Regions from separate parts of the Rattus norvegicus genome. Here region 2 is linked to region 1. The links are chromatin contacts, called in public Hi-C maps. All regions are on one chromosome and are shown on one strand. Each heading gives the region's core, a stretch centred on a gene start, on an enhancer-like site or on the middle of the called end of the contact. The rest is flanking DNA. Distances are from core to core; before and after follow the strand shown.

What was found. Hi-C and Micro-C count contacts between places; a contact is called where the count stands out from the background.
Region 2: a contact with region 1 is called in a Hi-C map of kidney, with 2.0 times the contacts expected there. The contact joins the promoter of Pnpla6 here to the promoter of Pex11g in region 1. A contact is called at or near these places in 1 of 12 Hi-C or Micro-C datasets (kidney) and 1 of 1 datasets of contacts at active chromatin or transcription factors (oligodendrocytes).

The regions. Positions count from the first base shown.
Region 1 is chr12:6,308,394-6,313,412 of GRCr8, reverse strand. It overlaps Pex11g (peroxisomal biogenesis factor 11 gamma), which reads left to right and starts at 3,027. Exons shown (of 5, transcript NM_001105902.1): 1 at 3,027-3,135; 2 at 5,010-5,019. The coding sequence starts at 3,076.
Region 2 is chr12:6,370,746-6,375,764 of GRCr8, reverse strand. It overlaps Pnpla6 (patatin-like phospholipase domain containing 6), which reads right to left and starts at 3,454. Exons shown (of 35, transcript NM_001427128.1): 1 at 3,309-3,454; 2 at 2,317-2,373; 3 at 2,138-2,206; 4 at 1,721-1,808; 5 at 1,487-1,569; 6 at 1,245-1,342. The coding sequence starts at 2,337. It overlaps Mcoln1 (mucolipin TRP cation channel 1), which reads right to left. Exons shown (of 14, transcript NM_001105903.1): 13 at 3,949-4,079; 14 at 3,614-3,850. The coding sequence ends at 3,814. LOC120095868 (a long non-coding RNA gene) reads left to right here and starts at 2,129. Exons shown (of 2, transcript XR_005491754.2): 1 at 2,129-2,830; 2 at 3,217-3,791.

The DNA of each region.
Region 1 (5,019 bases), core at 1,778-4,277:
ACTGTGATCCAGACCCTTCTCCTCCTGGCTGCCTTCAGATCAAGATGTAGAACTCTCAGCTCCTCCAGCACCGTGTCTGCCTGCACGCTGCCATGCTTCTCACTATGATGATAATGGACTAAACCTCTGAAACTGTAAGCCAGCTCCGATGAAATGGTTTTTCTTATAAGAGTTGCCTTGGTCATGTCCTTTCACAGCAATGAAACCCTAGCTAAGACAGATTGAAACCATGGATTTGAATACCTGCATACTCCTGAATGATCATAACATCTGTATTCCTAAGAGTCAAAAGATGGTCAGAGCCTAGATGTCCAGCAACAGGTTACTGGATAAACACATTGTGGTCTATCAAGTGTGTGTGTGTGTGTGTGTGTGTGTGTGTGAGTGTGTGGTGTGTGTGAGTATGAGTGTGTGTGGTGTGTACGAGTATGAGTGTGTGTGTGAGCGTGTGTGTGAGTGTATGTGAGTGTGAGTGTGTGTGTGAGCGTGTGTGTGTATGTGAGTGTGTGTATGTTGATACACATACACACTGTATTAGCTTTCCATTATTGTAACAATAATACAATTAAATTATCAGAGGGAAAGAATTAGTTTGGTCTTGGGAGGCTTCAGTGTATAATCTCTTAGCTTTATAGCTTGGGTTTGTGGGATTCAGTGCATCATGGCCAGAGTTTTCCATGATTTCCAGGAAGCAAAGGGAGACAGAAACATTGGATACCAATATTTCTTTCCAGGGCACATTCCCAATGATCTAATCTTCCTTCACTTCCTTCACCTTATTTTAAAAAATTATTTATTTATTACATATAAGTACACTGTAGCTATCTTCAGACACACCAGAAGAGAGCATCAGGTCCCATTACAGATGGTTGTGAGTCACTATGTGGTTGCTGGGAATTGAACTCAGGACCTCTGGAAGAGCAGTCAGTGCTCCTAACCACTGAGCCACCTCTCCAGCCTGATTCCTTCACCTTTTAAAGCAGCAGTTCTCAGCCTGTAGGCAGCGACTCCCAGGGATCGCATATCAGATATCCTGCATATCAGATATTTACATTATAATTTATAACAGTAGCAAAATGACACTTATGAAGTAGCAAAGAAATAATGTTATGGTTGGAGTTACCACAACATGAGGAACTGTACTAAAGGGTTGCAGTATCAGAAGGGCTGAGAAACCACTCTTACAGAAACAAACAAGGGCTGAAGAGATGGCCAAGGAGTTTTAAGCTCATATGTCTCCTCCAGAGGACCAAATTCGTTTTCAGTCCTACGTCCTCAGGCAGCTCATAGCTAGCTCCAGGGGGTTCAATGCTTCTGCCTCTGAGGCCCCCATACACACAGTCTTGAGAGCCTATGCTCACATGAGCACACCTCACGTGCACACGTATACACACACTCACACACACGCACACACAGAGCTGATGGCGAGAGGACACTGTCCGAATAGGTAGGCTGCCTACCAGTCAAACAGGAAGCTCTAGGCTTTCACAGTCGTCCTCCAGCCTGGGGCAGCTTTTCAGAGCTTTTTGCATCACCCCTGCTCCTGTTAGAAACCTCAATAAACTCACTGCTTCACCACGTTAGACCAGAGTGAAATCATTCCTTTGCTGGAGTCTCCATCTTTCCTTTTCTAACTGAGCTAGATTCCCAACCTCCTACCCAGTAAGCTTTACTACCTGACCTTTATCTAGGCTTTAACCGCCTACGCATAACTCACCACCCTGAGAGACTTTTCTTTGTCACTTCATTCTGCTCCTGTGTGTGTATGTGGCGGGGGCGGGGCTGTGACTGCTGTTCAGTAGGTAGGACATTAGCCTAGCACGCAGAAAGCTTTGGGTTCCATCCCAGCACGGCACAAACCGGACTTGGTGACACACACCTGTCACGCCAGCACTTTTGAGGTGGAGGCAGGAGGATAAGGAGTCCAAGGCCAGTCTTGGCTACAAATTAATTCACTTGGGGTCCAGCTTGGACTACATAAAATCCTGTTTCAAAACAAATCCTCAAAATACTTGTGTTTTTCCCCCTCTAAACAAAACGAAACAAAACAGGCTGGTTAAAGTGAATCCTCTGGTGCGGTGTCCTGATAGATGTGGATCGAGCACCTTTAAGTGATTGACTTTTGTCCTTCCTGGAAGGAAGAGTGGAAGAGAACTTTGGATATTTTGTAGTTGCTTTTACACACACGCACACGCACATGCGCAGGCGTGCAAGCGCGGGCTGTAACCATGGTCAGAGGACAGCTTGCCCACAGTCAGTTCTTACCTTCGACCATGCCAGTCCCAAGGGTGGAACTGGTGTCTCCAGGCCTGACCTACATGTGCCTCTACCCATTGTGCCATCCTGCTGGCCCCGTGCTCCCTATGTAGATCTGGCTGGCCTCGAACTCACTGAGAACCTCTGCCGCCCCCTGTCCCCTGAATGCTTGAATTAAAGGTACTCGTCCGGTTCAATTTTTCTTCTAAAGTGCCAGTAGCCTGGTGACATCTATGATGTCTTGGGGCCTTGTGCCACATGCCTGTCATCCAACACTTGGGAGACTGAATAAGGAGTGTAAGGCCAGTTTGAGTACTTGGTGAGCTCAAGGACAGCTTGAGTTAAAAAAAAAAAAAAAAAGGCAACAATAAAAAAAAATCTAATCACTCCTCAAAGAAGATGAAAATCAAGATGCCTTATGAGAGGACACCAGTCGCAGAGGCTCAGACCGACAAGCTGATACAGCAGGTACTTGAAGCCTACAAGTGAAGGAGAAATCCCTTTGTGTGGGTCTGACAAGAGCTTTGACTTGCATTTTTTCCCCCTGCGGACAATGAATTAATTTTTGAAACATTTTGCTTGTGGAATTGCCTAAGCAGCCGTGGAGCGAATTGCAACGGGCTTTAAAGGTCATTCTGGGTGCCCATGGGCAGGGAGTACATACGTGGCAGCAATACATTTTGCAAACTGGGTTCGGGTTAGCTCGCCTACAAGGTACCAGGACTGGGACAAAGGGCGGGCAGTTGCGCCTGCGCCGACCTTCGGACCTTTCGGAAAGGAGTTTGGCCCCGCCCCGGGTGACGTCACGATCGAGTTGCCATGGCTCTGCTGAACGGTCTGGCTTCCGCGCTGGAGTCCTACAGGGGCCGGGACCGCCTGGTGAGAGGAAGCGTGGGGCCGTGGCGGGACCGGAGTGACCTGGAGTTTGGTCAGGACTCAGAGATGAGGAAAACAGGCCAGAGAGGGGGTCCTAAAGGGACCGATATCGGCAGGCTGGTGTCTTACATGAGAACCTCCTACCTCAGCCTCCCGAATTGCTGGCCTTACAAGTGTGTGCTGGCCTTACAGGTGTGTGCCATCGTCACACACAGCTTGCGACTAGTAATTTCTGACCAGCAAATGAAATAGTGAAAGATCTGGGATTGTAGCCCACTGCTTTCCTAGCATAGATGAAACTTTAAGGTTCGTCCTCAGCACCGCATAAACCAGGTATGTTGGTACAGGCCTGTGATCTCGGCACTCTTAATGGAAAGAACAGTAGTTCAAGGCCAGCCTGGGCTACGTGATACCTTGTCTCAAAAAAAAAAAAAAAAAAAAAAAAAAAAAGAAAGAAAGAAAGAAAGAGAGAAAAAGAAACAAAGATACAAGGGTAGTGAGCCTGCTGAATTTCCCCATTGTAAGTCTGTTGTAAGTCTCTTATTGAATGGCCTCCTCTCTAAAGCCTTTCAGGCAAATTGCTGTTTTGCCTCCAAGACTGCTCTTTCAGTCCTGCTGAAGGCATGGCTAGGGTGGGAAGAGCCTTGTGCCCCTGTCTATGGGCAAAGGAGTGCCTAGGAGGTGGTAGTTTTGTTTCCATTGAACCTGTCATTTCAACCACTGGTGACTGAGCTGACACTCCAATGGGACTCTCCATGACAACTCTTTTCCCCACTTTCCCTTCCCCCTCTGTCTTCTGTCTTTGTTGAAACAGGGCCTTGTTATGTAGTTCAGTTCTATAGTTCAGGTTACCTATACCTTACCTTGTTGCTCCGGCTGACCTTGAACTTTCTTGTCCTTCTGCCTCAGCTCCTCGAGTACTGGCTATGATGACAGGTGTGCCTCACCACCTGGCTATGTGGCCCCTTTTGAATTCTGATGAATTAAGCTCTCATCTTAACCTCTGAGCCTGGGATGTTGGCTCAGTTGGTAGAGTGCTTATGTAGCATGCAGGAGGACTTGGTCTCAGTCCCCCGCACACCGGATGTGTTGCTGTACACCTCTCATTCCAGAGTTTGGGAGGTGGAAGCAGGAGGATTAGGAATTCTAATCATGACCAATGTCTGGCTAGCCTGGGCTATGTGAGACCTCATCTCAAATTAACAACCACAATAAAGTTACATCTTTAAAGAAAAGGAAGGGGGGGGGGTCTGGAGAGATTGCTCAGTGGTTAGAGCACTGATTGCTCTTCTAGAGGTCCTGAGTTCAAATCCCAGCAACCACATGATGGCTCACAACCATCTGTAATGGGATCCGATGCCGATGCCCTCTTCTGGTGTGTCTGAAGACAGCGTCAGTGTACATATAATAAATAAATTGAGACAGAGAGAGAGAGAGAGAGAGAGAGAGAGAGAGAGAGAGAGAGAGAGAGAGGGTTTCTGTTTTAGCCAGGTTTAGTGCCTCATGCTTGTTATTACAGCCTGTGGATGCTGAGGCAGGGGAATGATGGTGACTTGCTGGCTATGTGGTGAGTGAGGTGAAACTGGCGGCCAGCCTCAGCAAGCATAAGAAAAGAAGATAAAAACCTTTCAGATTGGATTGCAAGTTTAACTCTTACAACTTCCTGGTTTTTTGAGACCGGGTAGCCCAGGCTAGCTTTGAACTTGGGGGTGATCCTCCTGCCTCAGTCTCAAGTACTGAGAAATATAGACTTGAGCCACCATGGCCAGCAACTCTTCCAACTCTTTCCAGGTTCCATCCTAAAGGGCTGCGTGTGTGGTGGGGATTGCAGCTCAGCCATGATTGGGACCGTGGTAACTGCTTCTGGTCTCCCACAGATCCGGACAC
Region 2 (5,019 bases), core at 2,205-4,704, 62 kb before region 1:
TTACCCAGCAAGCTGAGAAAGAAGAATGGCAAGTTCAAAGCCTGCCTGGGCTATAGAGAAAGTTCAAGGCCAACCTGCATAAAAAAGGTATAGAGCTTAAGTGGAGCTCACTGATAAATATGTTTGTCTACCATGGCCAGTCTCTGAGTTTGACACTATGGTGTACCACCAAGTAAATAAAATACACTGGAAAAACAAAAGAGTAGGGCCAGCAAGATGGCTTGTGGGTAAAGGGGCTTTCTGCCAAGCCTTACAACCTTGAACTCATCCGATCCCTGACACCCACGTGGTGCATGCTATAAGACGTACATACCACATACAAACACATCCACAATCAATACGATTTAAATAATAAAAAATTTAACCGAAGCAAGGGCTTCTGATACAGTTCAATGACAGAGTGCTTGCTGCAAAAAAATGAGTGAATGAATGAATGAGTGAATGAGTGAATGAATGAATGGGGATGTGGCTCAGTTAGCAGCGTGCTGGCCTGGCATGGAAAAAAGCCTTGAATTTAACCCTCAGGAACATATAAACCAGGCATAGGGACACATGCCTATAATCCCAATACAAAGGAGTCAATGTCAGTCTTGGCCATACGGAAAGTTCGAGGCCAGCCTGGGTTAAATAAAACCTTGTCTCAAAAAACAAAACAAACCCAAGCAAACAACAACAACAATAATAATAACAACAACAACAACACACACACACACACTACTTGAGGTAGCCCCCACCACCACTACCAATAACAACACACACTGTACTTGAGATAGCCCCACAACACCACCAACACCACACACACACACACACACACACACACACTACTTGACAACTCCAGAGAGATGCTTTCCTGTCTGAACAGAATGATGCCCCTGGAGAAAAGAATTGTGGAACAGCCCCTCCAGCCAGCCAGATCTGAGATAACTGCAACAAGCCACCTTGAATAAACTCCACTATGGCAAGACAGCAGGTGTAGATTTCTAAATCTTCCGCTGTAGATAGTCTCCAGGGACAGGGAAACATTATGAAACAAGCCTTAAGTGACAAGCATGCCCACACCAGAAGTTTCATGTCTGGGATGGCAGAACTCTGATGATAGCCCCTACCAAGAGAGGGCTTTGAGATGTCCCTCTGCTGTGGGACTATTTCCCCAGACAGCCCACATGATTCAAGAACTCTGAAATACAAAAACCACGGTGTGGGTTGACCCGTCTGGCACCCAATACACTCAGTGTCAGCCTTACTTCTTGGCAATGTTAAGCATCTTCAGTTTCTTCTTCATGCGGGGTCGGGAAGTGGTGGAGACTGATGTGTCCACCAGGGAAGAAGTGGATTGTGACACCTGGGAGAATTTAGAATATTGAGTCAATTGGAGAGAGAGGAAGGGCAGATCCAAGGAGACCTTAATAAAGGCAGAGCTGTCCACTAATAAGTGTAAATAGGGAAAGGGCAGGTCCTCTGTGCTCAGCCAGGTCTTGGAACTCACCTTCCGCATAATCTTCCGGCCATAGAAAAGCACTTTGTCCCGCTTCCGGAACCGATACCGGGGACCCTCCGGGGCTGGAGTTTCTAGGGATTGGGGGAGGGGGAGGGAGACGGCGCTTTGATCTCCGCGCAGGCTTCAACAAATTCCCCACCCCAGCCGCTTGGTGTCTCCGGGTACAGCAGCTCCCCCTCCATCCCTATAGTATTCCCCGAGAACGGCCCTTCGAATCCTCACTTTGCACCCGTAGCCTTCGCACCACCAAGAGGATGAGTACGGCGGTGACCAGCACCGCCACTCCGGCCCCGATCATCACGCCCAGCACCTGCGGAACGAACGGCACAGGCTGGGCAACGCATATCCGTCGCCCCAAGCCCTCCTCCAGGGCCTTTCGAATCACCTCTGACCCGGAGGAGGTCGTATTCAGCTCGTGACTCGGTGTCCCCATCTGCAGAATGGGTCAATGCCTGTTTCCTTCCCACCTCCTACGGGGGCGGGGGGAGCGACTAAACCTTCCCAGAGACTAGGTATCCCGTGATGCATGCCGGGAAACGTAGTTTCGTCCTCACACACGGTTCTCGAAGAGAGAATCGCGTGGTGTGCCGCAAGCCCGCCGGGAGTTGTAGTCCGGTGCAAAAATTCCCCAACCCTTACCATTCCGGTTTGCAGTGGGGCCTCCATTGATTGTTTCGGACTAGGGAGCAGGTCTGGTAGCCTGCAGTCCTGGAAATCGAGGAGCAGAAGGGACCAGAAGAAGATGTCAATCAAACCTACCCAGCCCTGACCACAAGCTCTTCCCCTATCTCGTCTCAAAAGCCACGCCCCCTAGATACCTTTGGCAGGAGTGACTCCATCCGCCGGGGTTGGGGTGAGAGCGTCTAGAGGGGGTACTGCTAGACAGAAGGATAGGGGCAAATTGACCACCCAGCCTAGATCAAGGGGTGAGACCGGCCCCAGTTCCTTGATCTACTTCACTTACACATAAGGCCGACCAGACTCCCCAGCGCCTGCACCCAGTGGCCAAAGGGTAGCGGTCCTGCCACCCACAGTTAGCAGCTCGCTGCAGGTGCCCTTAAGCCATGTTCTCTTCTGGCAGTGGCTCCTTCCTTAGCCCGGCCTTCCATAAGTCTGACTACTCTTGATACCCTCAGGCGAGACCCCCTCCTACACCCCGTAAAGACTCTCTGTCCCACTCCAGGAGAAACCAGGACCTGTAAGCCAGGAGGCTGAGGCGACCATTGGACTTCGGGCTCCTGACCCAAGCCTGCCCCATCAAGGAAGCTGGGGCGTAGAGGAGCACTTCTGTGGGATCTATTGAAAAGGGGGCTCTAGGGCAATCGGTGTAAGGTGAGCTCCCAAGTGTTATAGGCTTAAGCTTGGAGATTTCACTCTCACGTAAAGGGAAAGTTACCGGGTCTCGCGGTGAGGAGCATCCTGCGATTAGTGGGATGGTGCAGGAGGTGTAACCAGGGACGCCGGAATTAGGGGGAGGGTTGAAGGAAGGAACGATGCACTGGAAAGTTACTGAGATCTGGAGATACACCTACTACTAAGGAGTCTAGGAGCTTCCAGGAAGAGACCGAGGGAGGTAGGAATGCTACCGGGACTCTTCTGGGACGCTGGAGACCTTTTTGGTGCCTTTAGACTATTCGTGGAAATTTAGAGGGGTTGCAAGGCCCTAAGATGTTACCTGGAAGATTGTTAAGATCGACTACTCCCTTTCCGTACTCCAGGTCGAATCTGGCTAGCGATGCGGAAACACCGGGACCAGGAACTTAGGGATGGGGGTGGGGTAGTATTGGAGCATCAAAAAGTCGGGACCTACCCGGAATCAGGACAAATCGATCAGGGGCAAAGCCGAAGCTTGCTAATGGTCCTCGAAGGAACACCTTTGCTCCATCAATGGAAACTCGGACCACTCAGGAGCTGCAACCAGGTCCACCCAGCGTCGGCCAACACCCCTAGTTTTCTGTCCGCCGCCTCGGACGCGGCACCTTTAAATTATTCTGCTGCAGGGCACGCCCCATCCCCGCCTCCCGCCATGGTTGGAAGGTCGCACTGCGCCAGCCATGCCTAGTGTGGCGGCCTCTTAAAGGAGCTGACAATTTATGAAAGGGCTGCCTCACCAGTTACAAATTAGACCACCGCATTTATGTTCCCTTTTATTTAACAGCCACCCTCCATGCCCTCCCTTCCCCAGTGTCCGATTCGATCTGCCCAAGCCCTCACAAGGCCTGTCAGAAGCAGATCTTTTAAAGCGAATTCTAAAAATAAATAAGCTGGGGTCCCAGCAGTACATGGGGATAAAGTCTAGTGGCAATCATCTTGGATCAGTTCACCAGCAGTGAATGGTCCTCCGGAGAGTTCCTGGAAGAGAGAAATGGAAAGAAGGGGCATCGGGTCTCTCTGGCACGCACTTCTTCCCCTGCCCCTGTTAATACGCAACCCAGACCTGGGGTTCCAACCTTCCACAGCAGCACAGAAGGCTACAAGTGGAGCCACTTCCACGACGGAACTTGCCAGACGTGGGGCTATCCTGGCACTGCTCAATGTAGGCCTGGAGCTCACTCTTCTCTGTGCCAGTGCCTCCTGGGTGCTGGAAAGAGATGGTTCCCGGGACCCAGCATGAATGCCCGGACCTCGAAAGCGTTTGGTCCAGTCGACTGGATGTCCTGCTGTTTCTCCAATGTGACCACTCTGGGTCTCACTTCTGGACCTTTGCTTTGTGGCTTGCTTCACTGTAGAAATCTTCCCTATGCCTGGATGTGGGTGGCCACAGGTCTCGCTCGGGCTTAGTTTAGTGCCCTCTGCTGCAGGCCAGAGGCCTAGACTGGATTTAGCAATCCAACTTCTCGGCTGGAGCAATGTGACACCGGTTAATGGGCATAAGGGCTGAACTACATCCAAAGGTACTGAATGTGTGTGATATTTAGGTGTTCCGGCAAGACTGAGTGTGGCTGCTTGGGGCCTGGGTGACAGTAAGGTACCTGCAGTTCGGCTACAGATCCATCCACATGGGGAAGAGTGCACACATCTGCTACCAGTGACTTAGAATGAGGAGAGTCCCAGTAAAATCCTCCCCCTCCCCCCATAACTTCCTGGCACTGCCACTATTTCTCCAAGCCCTTTCTGCCTACCAGTCTTTGGATGTTCCCTTCTACAAGTTCTTCCTTGGGCTCCCGTCTCTCCAATCTAGAATTCTCAGGAGATGAAGGTGATGTTCGAAGCAGCCACCTAGCCACACTGACTTTTGGACAGTTATGGATATTAGCTCTGTGTGTGTGTGTGTGTGTGTGTGTGTGTGTGTGTGTGTGTGTGTGTTCACGTGCATGCACAAGTGCACATGCATGTACGTGTGTGTGGTGTCAAGCTCCCATGTCTTAGAGGGAACTAAGACAAAACAGCTTCCCTGCGGCTGTGGTGGCCGAGAGGACAAGAGCACAGTGCGGGGCGGGTGGCAGGGAGGCAGAATTAACCCAGCAAATGTGTTGTAAGGAGTGTGGAGCTGGGTATCAGGGAGAGTGAACAGTCATCGT